2 separate regions of the Drosophila melanogaster genome follow, and region 2 is linked to region 1. Evidence: chromatin contacts called from public HiChIP or PLAC-seq data. All regions are on one chromosome and are shown on one strand. The core of a region is the stretch at or near the end of the contact, and the rest is flanking DNA. Distances in the headings are between cores, read along the strand shown.

Region 1 (5,543 bases), core at 1,960-4,459:
CGCGATGATGCCATGCGACTGTGGGTTATCTGGGGTTGTATGCTGGCCAAAAATCCATCTAAGCCTTATTAATTGCTGGCCACGGGTTGAGAACAAGGTGAAAACATTTTTAATTGCGGTTTCGGATAATCGCGGATTACACTTTTTGAACGTACTAACAATGGTAGCCATTATTTTGGGTATTTAATTGGAGGAGATAAAATGGGATAACATATTGTTGATACTTTTATACTTGACACACAAAACACAACAGAAGATGCAGATAAGAAAGTGATTCCTAGTTGTGATTGTTTCTATTTTCCTAACATCTTTAGTTGGGAAAAACAAAATTACTGCATAATTACAATATAGTTTGTAGTAATCAAATATTTGCTATTGGATAACTTGTCATTTCAGAAGAATTAGATAAGATAACAAAATACAAAACAATAATATTTGTACTTCAAATGGAAAACAATTTGGACTTTGTTAATTTGTGGATAAGGTTAAAGGAATGCAACAAGTGTAAATTATGTCCAATCCAATTGATATTTTAAATACATTGAAAGTAAGTATTGCGAATTTTATATATTTTTACTAAGTATTCAAAACATCCATATACTGTGAAATATTTTCGAAACGAATCATGTAGCTTAAATGGAAATAATTGACTTAAACAATGTGTTCGATTAGTCAGTCAATTGCTGTCCCACTTTTCAGACAGATTTTCCCATCCTCTAACCAAAGAAAATCTAGAACTCACCTCACCCACGAATTTTTGTTGTTTGATTGGCAACCGATTGTCGGTTGATTGACAAACTGTTTGAATGTGTGCGAGGAGGGGCAGTGACTTTACGATGACATGGCTAACGACTATTGTATACCCTTGAAACGTAACCTTCTTGCTTCTTAAGCTAATACTATTTAATAATAGCAATTGATTTAGAGAGCATTTTACCTTCGGCTTCAGTTTGAGGAAATTTTATTTATGTTTCTGCCAGCTGATAAGCGGCTGTCGATTGTTTTTTAGGCGCTAACATACGGACAACAATTCAATCAAGTATCCATCACAAACACACGCATTGACAGCCGTGCCCAGATAAGCAAATGGTTGGATAACAAAGGCCTACACAGATAATACCAATCGCAAACACAGGGAAGCATTCGGGTTTGTTTGTATGCGTGAATATTTGCTATAAAGTCGAAAGAAAAAAAGTTTATCGCACGCAAACAAAAACGACCTTCGGTAATGATGCCTTTGTATTTACCTAGCCATATTAATGTCGCGTCGGTTTCTTATTGCCAATTTGCCATTTTAAGGTACAAGTATATTTTCGAAAGCATACACGTTAAGATTCCGTTCTTCTCTTCCTGGGTTTTTATGTGCAACTGCTGCTGCATGATTGTAAATATTTTGGGATTTCATTTTATTTTTCCCTGGCACGCTTATTCATTTCCCGCCTGTTTACATTTTAATTGCTCGGTCAGCACTGGCGTTAAAATTTTTAAATCAAGAAGATCACAAAAGCGTTTTCCCTCGCATTCTCAACATTTGTATCTCTCTTTTTTTCGGTCAGCAAAGTACACCGCATATAGAGTGCCCTACAAAATCTGAGTACTAGTTAAATATTTATTCCAGTGAAATAGACTGATAAAAGGCCAAACAATTAATCTTAATACGCAGAAGTACCGTTCAAGATTGTGGAAAATTTCGAAAATTTTATACGGTGCTCTTAAAACATTCTGAAACAAACTGAAACAAGCGACCTAAAACTTATTTTTAAGTGTATTTATGTTTATAAGCCAAAATAAAATCCTACAAGTTTAAAACATTTTTATTGCTTAGATAATTTATTTACCAAAAAGTTATCACGAATGCAAATATACCTGTGCTGCAGTTACTGCTTCTCCGTAATTGCTTTCTGTTTTGTATAACAACAATAATATTTATTTCATAATATTTACTTTATTTTCCAAACAGTGCATTGTTATTTGGCCGGTAATGTTTACTAATTTGCGTGCTGTTGTCATTGCAAAAAATGTACCAACATGTTACATCTTTGTGCACTTTTGTTTCCGGCTTTGTGACAATTGAGTGCATAAACTTAATTACTGTCAAGATGTCACAACAGCAAGGCAATTGGATGATCGAGTGATATACTATTTGTTTTCAGAGATATAAGGAAACACTATGAAGACTCATTTCATGCTTTATGTGTTCGGGAAATAAAGTTCTTGAACATTTCATGTATACAACACTATTAATTATAGTATTCTCAATTATTCTCTTTTGATTTGTACGTTGTTTACTGCTGGCAGTTTTTTTTTTAAATTTCTTTAAAAATTACGTTTTTTTTTTACCATTCACAACTTTGGCCTCCAACTTAGTGTTTACTCCTTTTCTTGAAAAATGAGGCTAAGAAAGCCTGGGAAAATTACCTACACATCAACAAAGTGTAAACAATGATTTTTGTGAAAATAGACCAAGTTTTTTAACTCGCACACAAAAGCACGGAAATTGGCGAAAGAAACGAATTCAACTAACGGACGAAAAAGCTTAGGTCATTGACCAAAAAAAGAAATAACATTGCAAAGAGCGCTAGACTGCTCAGCTCTCTCTTACTATTTCTCTTTATAGTTCGAACACGTTTTCCAAGTAAAAATCCAACGACGCCACTTTTACCTGCGTTTGTGTGTGTGTGTGCATAGGTGAGTGAGCTCCCCACTCACCTATGCACACACACACGCGAGCGGTACAAAACCATTCTGTTATTTTCCTTGTTTACAAAAGCAACAAAACCAAATTGTTGTTATTGCTTTTGTATTGCTACCAAAGAGGCGCGCTTACGTCATTCATAATATTAAAGCGCAAAGAGAGAGTCTAGAACTACAACAACAGCAATAAGAGCACGAAAGCAATCTGGCACATGCTGTTTTTGTTGGGACTGAAATTACCTGAGGAATAATTTAACCATTTTGTGCATTTTGCGCTCTCTTCTCGACTATTTTGTTTAATCAATTCTTTACGGCAGCTCCATTGTTTTCAGACCGCACTCTCATTTGCGTGGAGCCGATTCACTTGGCACGTTTTAGAAAAAAACAAAACATCCTTTGGTTTATTACTCAGCAAGCATTTGGTTCACTGTTGTCACATTTTAAACAATTAGTTTATTGTATTTGCATTAGGAAACTGTTGGGTTCTCTTTAGATTTCTAAATTCGTCTCTGGTGTGACCAGCTGGTGGAACGGCGAAAATACTATCGAGTATTTGGTAACACTAATGCTTGTACAGAATGTTAACATTTGTGAGTGAATTTTGTAAGTTGGTTAACACCACGTAAAAACTGTGAAACTTATTTAATTAATATATATTATATATTAAAGCATGCTGTCTTTGCAGCAGTGCTGATATCTTTTATAAAAAAACAACTTAAGATGAAAAAGAGGTAAAATATATTGTAAGAGTTCACATTTTCGGTACCTGATTGTTTCCATATACACTTGGGTAAATAAGTACAAAATTCATTTGTCGAGAAAAAGTTACATTGGCACCATTGTATAACAGTTCAAAGTTAATGATGTTTGATGCTGCCAATGTAAATTCTTCAGATAACGAGCCTTGCCATCTTAATAGATTAGGAATACAAGCGTTGCCACCAAAATTTTAACGAACGTATACTCAGTTGTATTCGATGGTTGTTGTCTTGGGTGCATGTAAAAATTAGCAGAAGAGCACTTTTTTGTGTTAAAATTAACATTTCAATAACATTGTAAAATTCTGTTAGGTAACAGTATCACAAATTTAAATCTATGTTATATTTGCTCTGATCTAACTTTTGCAAATTATTCAAGATTATTTTAAAATCCTGACATCGTGGGTATATCTGCATTATTATTAATGAAATGTTGTATTAACAAAATACGGAATGTGGAAATTAGAAAATTTTTTCTTTAAGATAATAGAAAAATTAGTAAAATCTTAATGTTCCCTTTTTAAATGAAAAATGTCTTTTCGAATAGTTCTTATTTACTAAATGTATATAATTTTGATTTGGAAGTGCCACTTCCAAGTGATATCAAGAATTAAGTGCTTGTGGCTAGTCATATCTGAGAAAGTGCATGAAGACTTGTAATACTTTGCCGCCTCTGCTGATTTAAGTATATTTTTAAAAGACAATTAAATGATTTGCCTGCAAGTGTTGCAGTAATGAATGGACCCAGAAGTGTTTGCTTCTTAATTGGCAATTTCCTAATGGCGAAATGCGTTTTGCACCTACTTTAAATGCCACCTTGGCGTATTGTTTTGGCTTAATTTAAATTACCTGTTTGAGTAATGAACAGTCTCAGCCACGGGCTGCAACAATAATAACGCGACTCTCAACTCATTATGCATTGTTTATTGCCACTCAAAGTAGCATTTTCACCCTCTTTCCAGCATTTTCCGAGCACTGCAGCATTACTCTTAATGCATGTGCAACAATAGGAAACTCCACTTCCACTTTTCTTCGCCCACCAACTCTTCTTGTGCACTGATATTTGGCTTTTCGCAGAAACAGTCGGAAAAACAGCAGCCTTTTCCTTAACATTTTCTTGTAAATAAATATCTATTAATAAGAAACTTACATAAATCATTTAAAAGGTGTGTATATATAAAACTATAAATTAAGAATTCGCTATTTATAAATAATTATGAATTGAATAAGTAAATCCCTTAAAATCATTTTGCTAGCAAAAATAGCAATTCAGTTATTGAATGGCCCCATTTTCATCTAAACTGGGATTTTCCCGATAGCTTTTCCTCGCAGCAGTAGGATCAGTGCAGTCACCGGATTTATATTGGCACATCCAGGTGTTCCTGGATGGCAAGTCAAGTCTGGCACTTCATTATGCACATTAAGATACAAGTTCTTTTCGCACTGACGAGGTGGTATCTTAACTTAATTTAACCAACTAGGGGCCAGCGGGCGGTCCTCTGAGGGGGCGGGTTTTCCGTGTGTGCCGCTAATGGGCTTAATAAAAAATGCAACATTTTGATTTAATTTAATTGAAATTCACGCCACTCGAGCAACTCCATTAGGCAGAAACGTGTCCGACGTCAAGGATGCAGATGATGGCAGCGTCGAGGAAATCAAATTACCCAGCGGCAGTGGTTCTAGTGTGCGAAGAGGGAGGCGGGGGTGGTATGCCGCAGGGGGCGGGACTGTGGGCGTGGCCGTTGCCGTGGCTTGTAGCAACTCAAATAAATATTGTCAAAACACTTGTCAAATGGCTAAACAATGGAGCTGGGACGTGGTCAGAGCACGGTGCACTCTTCTTTTCCAAAAAAGGGCGATATCAATTGATACTACACTTCAAAAAATTATGTTTTAAAAAGTATTTTTATCAGAATATATTGTGCCTGTCAATATCCAAGATTAATACCACATATTACTAGGAAAAACTCGAAATCTTAAATAGAAAACTTTACAAATTGATACGAAAAATAATATTTTATTACAATATCTACAATACATTATTTAACATTGTTGCTTATATAAAAAAAATATATACATATATATTTTTTA
Region 2 (5,098 bases), core at 2,506-5,005, 200 kb after region 1:
CTTATAATATAAGTACGGTAAAGTAATAGTATAATTAAAAACTACGCTAGTTTGCCATTTTTGATCATTCAGAATGGACATAATAATAGACAAATGCACTTACTGCAAATCATTTGCGTTCCATGCGCTCACAAAGTCACACTGAATATCTCACCGCAAATTGGATTTGACATGCAATTCCTAATGTTTTCTTTCCCCGTTGCCAATTTCCCGCCCCAGCTGACCGCCATCCTCCTGATTATGGTTGGAACTACGATCCAGACCATCTTCGGCGACTTCAGCCTCTTCATCGATGGACACTTCTCGTCGCCACCGGCACTCCTCATTGCCATCGGATTCATTCTGATCGCAGTGGCCGCACTGGGGGCCTATGGAGCCGTCAAGGAGAGTGTGATGGTCATTAATCTGGTAAGAGAAATAAGTGAATCGAAATTAATTAACTGAATAACTGAATTAAAAGTGAGATTTTAATGGGTGCTGTGCTAATATGATGACACTTGCTTGCAGTACGGAGTGTGCCTTTTCCTGGTGTTCATCCTCGAGGTTTCTGCCGCCATCGCCGCCTTTGTGATGCAATCGCAGGTGAGGGGCATGCTGATCCGAACCATGAACCAGGCCCTGGCTGAGTATGAACACGATCCCTACGTGGAATCTGGAGTGGACTTCATGCAATCTATGGTATGTGCAAAATCTTTAAATATGGGATATACAAGGAAATAAAAAGAAAGAAAATCTTAATATAATTTCACTCAATTCTTGACTACAGCTAGAGTGTTGCGGAGTTAATGAGCCGGAGGACTGGAAGGACTACCTATCCGCCAATGTGAACTTCACTCTGGGAGTGGATGACGTGGTGGTGCCCAACTCATGCTGCGGCAACCAACCAACAAGTCTGAACGACTCCACCCAGATGACCTGTATGGAGACCTACGACTACGGCTGCTTCCGCAAGATGAACTTCATTGTGTCGCAGAGCGCCATGCTGATTGCCACCGGAGCCACCACTGTGGCCTTTGTCCAGCTTCTCGGCGTGCTCTGCGCCTTTATGCTGGCCAAGACGCTGCGCCGCAACAAGTCCATCCGCGAGGCACGCCGCTGGCAGCTGCAGCAGAGCCTCGGCGTCCTCATCTCCGGCGGAAAGATGGCACCGCCCCAGAATTCCGCTGTCACCGGCTATCAGCAGTTGGATAACGGAGAGCAGGGCTCCCACGAACCCTACACCTACACGCCCCAGAGCCCCAGCGTTAACTAAGCGGCGACATCGATCGAAGCCATATTTATACAGTATAGCATTCCTTAAAAGATCCCCTTGTATATGTAACTTTTTAATTTGTTAACTTAAAATATATTAAAACGAAATAAACGCAGTGGTGTTAGACTACCTGCTAAAAGGTATGGTAGAAGTATTTTATAAAGGATACTACAATATATTATTCCGTTGCAGAAGTTATATTGATTTCAGTCAGAAGTATGGTCTTCTTTACTAACATATAACATATATTTTTGATAAGTAAAACAATGCGATTCAATATAGCCAAGAATTACCACAGAAATAGTCATAGGAACCTACGACTGTTTGGCCAAATCCCTTGCGCACTTCTTGAGCAAACGCAGTTGTTCCACGATGCTGCTACTGGCGGTTCCACCAATCGCATTATATTGCTGGACATTGTTGGAGTAGTCCGCCACTGCAACGATATCCGATCCAAATAAAGGACTGAATTTCTGGAGATCTCCCAGCGGCAAATCAGTGATGTCCACACCGCGCTTTTCGGCCTCCGAGACCACGCGACCGATAATGTGATGCGCCTGGCGGAATGGAACCCCCTTCTTCACCAGATAGTAGGCCTGTAAGAAGGGAATGTAATGTATTTTAATTAATTATAGCTCTTAGGTGTAACTTACCCAGTCAGTGGCCAGCATGTCTGTGCTAAGTGCCGCCTCCATTGATTCCTGCTTGACCTGAATCGTCTGTAGGACACCATCGGTAACCTCGAGCACTTGGGACAGCTTGTCGAAGGACTGGAAGCAGAATTGCTTGTCGTACTGCAAGTCCTTGTTGTAGGTGGACGGAGTGCCCTTAATGGTCATCATTATGCCCGTCAGATTGGCGGTGATCACACCGGCCATGCCGCGAATCAGCTCCAAGCTGTCCGGATTCCTTTTCTGAGGCATCAGGCTGCTGCCACTGGAAAAGCCATCGGCCAGTTTGATGAAGTCGAACTCCTTGGTACTGTAGATGATCAAATCCTCCGCCAATCGGGACAGATGCAGGCTCACCATAGAGCAGCAGTAGATGAAGTCAACTAGAAGGTTGATAAGGACCAAATTCTAATTAAAGAATATATATCAAAGCATATGTATAAAAGGTACAAGTTCCATTGCAAGGCAATTTAATTATTTAAAAAAAAAAAATGTTTTCATAAAACAATATTCTGTTTTGTAGGAAAAAAACCAAAAACCAAAATGTGTAATCAACTTTCCTTCTATTGTTTAATCTGGGCAATTAAAAGAGCCCCACTTATCAGTGTCTCCCCTGAATAATCAAAAATGGAGCGGTACGCTGATAAGAAATCAATGGAAGCAAAATCCATTATCAACGACTTTGAAATGACTTAAGTGGGCGTTTCTCCCACCAGGCGACTCACCTACAAAATCTCGATCTCCCACGGCGTGCATGCTGTTGGCTGTGACACCCGAGAATCCCAGCCTCTCGGCCAGCCACAAACGATCGATGCCAAGGGGATTTCCCGCCAGAGCGCCACTTCCAAGGGGCAGGACATTCGCCCGATCCCTTAGCTCCAACAGCCGCTGGCCATCTTCCCTTAATGCAAACGCGTGCGAGAGCAGCCAGTGGGAGAACTGAACGGTCTGGGCCCGCTGCAGATGCGTGTATCCTGGCATGAGGACGCCCAGGTGGAGTTCCGCCTGCCTGGTGGCAGTTTCAATGATGCCACTCAGCCGGCCCAAGGTCTCACGAATGGCCTTGCGAAGCCATAGCTTCATGTCCGTGACCACCTGGTCATTTCTGCTTCTGCCCGTGTGAAGCCGCTGGCCCAGTTCGCCGGTAATCTCCACCAGCAATCGCTCGTTCACCGTGTGCACATCCTCGTCACCGGGTAGAATCTTCACAGTTCCCTCGATCCAATCGAATCGCAACAGCTCCAGATTCTTTACCAACTTATCCGCCTCGGCTGAGTTGATGAGACCAGCTCGATGGAGTGCCTCTGCATACGCCTTGCTGGCGTCCAAATCATCCGCATAGAGGCGAGAATCGTAGGGCAGGCTGTTATTCAGCGAATGGAGAGCCTCATGCGGCCCCTCGGTGAACCTACCACCCCACATCTTATAACAGCTCTCGGGGATCTGGGTCATGATGGATCCGATTGGCGTAACAGTTGTTTGACTACTGGGGCTGCTCGCAGATACTTCACTGTGTCGTACAACCATGTTATCTTTAAAACAAAAGTTGCTCATTTTTAAATGATTGGGGCACGCCAAAAGTGAGATTCTCTCAGTGGGAACAGTAGTTTCAATGAAAATGTTGTAAATACTTTAGGTAAAAAGTGAAAGTAAAGTTAAAAAATAACCAGTTATTTACAGATTGCTTCAATTCAAATAAATATGGATTATGTACTATTTGTCAACTAATACAAAGCTATAAAATCTAGGTCAATACGGAGTTTAAATTTTTCGAAAAATTTCAAAGCAATATGACCACTGTTCCCTGTTCTCTCGTACAGAATGTACTACAATTCTGCTCGCTGTTATATGATTTTTTATTTTTAATTGACTTGGGCTAAAAATGAGCAAACAGGCCCTCAACGTCGGAGTCATATAGCCGCTTATCAACCAAGATTAAAATCGCTGGAGTGTGTGTAGCCTCTGACGCTTGTTGCCGCATAAACCTCGGATAGTTCCGCTGTGATGATGACGGCGACGATGACACCAGCTCTTACGAGGATAGATCCTCTAGGAAAAGCTTATTTAGTTCACAGCACAGTCGATGCAGGGGCAGACCCATGACACAGTAAAAGTCCCCATCGATTCGGTGGATGAGCGCGCCTGCAGGTCCTTGAACGCCATAAGCACCAGCTTTATCTCTGCAATTTTAAAGTCAAAACTAATGGTCATTATATCTTCCATATTAGCTGCTTACAGGGGATCTCCAGAGTCCACATAGCTCTGAATTTGTTCTGGCAGCAGATCGCCAAAGTATACGTCCGCTGTGTCCGTAAATTTTCGAATACCGTTGGCATGTTTCAGGACAACGCCGGTAAAAACGCGATTGGAGGTTCCAGAGAGACTACAAGAAAATTAAAAATAGAAATATAGCAAGAACTTATTCCTCCAACTACCTGATTACAAAAAACTATTGTATAACAATTCCTCTGTCAGTATGTATATATCCAAGGAATCATTAATGTTAATAGTTCTGACCTAGGATATATAATAATGTAAATGGAAAGGCCATTACTTGGTTAGCATGCGTATAGCATCCGCAGGATCCTTGGGTTTTCCATAGATCTCCTTTCCCAAGGTGACCATCGTATCTGCGGCTATGACAATTAGATTTTTAGAGTCCCCCGTGGACCTCAATCTCGAGTAGACCTCCTCGGCTTTTCCCAGAGCAGTGGCTTCAATATAATCCGAGAACTCCTTAAAGTCCTCCAAGTTTAAATTCTCCTCAAAAGTCGAAGGACACAATTCGGCATTTAGTCCCTTAAAAAAGGTAATCGGTTATGTCTTGGATGGATTTCGAGATCTGATGTAACCTACCAACATCTTGACCAGTTCCTGTCGCCGTGGAGAGCCGCTGGCTAAGACTATGCGATAATTCCCTAATAAGTGCTTAATTGGCGCCAACATTATTACTTATTTTATTTACAAACAAAACATGTGTTATAGAGATGGGAGGTGAAACGATAACTAACGATAAGCCGATAGACGATAACACACCAAATAGCTGAGACATGCACCGATATTATTATCTTGACGGCGCAAATGAATCGATGGCTCTAAGTTGCAGTGTACTTCAAATTTCAAATTTTGCTGGTTACAATAAGAAACTTGCTTGCGTTAAAATTTATTCAGACAT

What was found. HiChIP or PLAC-seq counts read pairs in DNA pulled down with a chosen protein or histone mark.
Region 2: a CP190 HiChIP or PLAC-seq map of the Kc167 cell line shows a contact between it and region 1, with 9 times the contacts expected there. The contact joins the promoter of Argl here to the promoter of raw in region 1. A contact is called at or near these places in 2 of 107 Hi-C or Micro-C datasets (the Kc167 cell line and the S2 cell line) and 2 of 6 datasets of contacts at active chromatin or transcription factors (both in the Kc167 cell line).

What each region holds. Positions count from the first base shown.
Region 1 is chr2L:8,737,451-8,742,993 of dm6, forward strand. raw (raw,) reads right to left here and starts at 3,210. Exons shown (of 9, transcript NM_080050.3): 1 at 2,935-3,210. The coding sequence starts at 2,963.
Region 2 is chr2L:8,938,350-8,943,447 of dm6, forward strand. It overlaps Argl (Argininosuccinate lyase), which reads right to left and starts at 3,756. Exons shown (of 3, transcript NM_135413.3): 1 at 2,649-3,756; 2 at 1,906-2,306; 3 at 1,436-1,848. The coding sequence starts at 3,375. The coding sequence ends at 1,567. CG9515 reads right to left here and starts at 4,908. Exons shown (of 4, transcript NM_001298840.1): 1 at 4,780-4,908; 2 at 4,478-4,722; 3 at 4,160-4,306; 4 at 3,596-4,103. The coding sequence starts at 4,869. The coding sequence ends at 3,956. Tsp29Fb (Tetraspanin 29Fb) reads left to right here. Exons shown (of 5, transcript NM_164838.2): 3 at 220-408; 4 at 508-678; 5 at 767-1,394. The coding sequence ends at 1,252.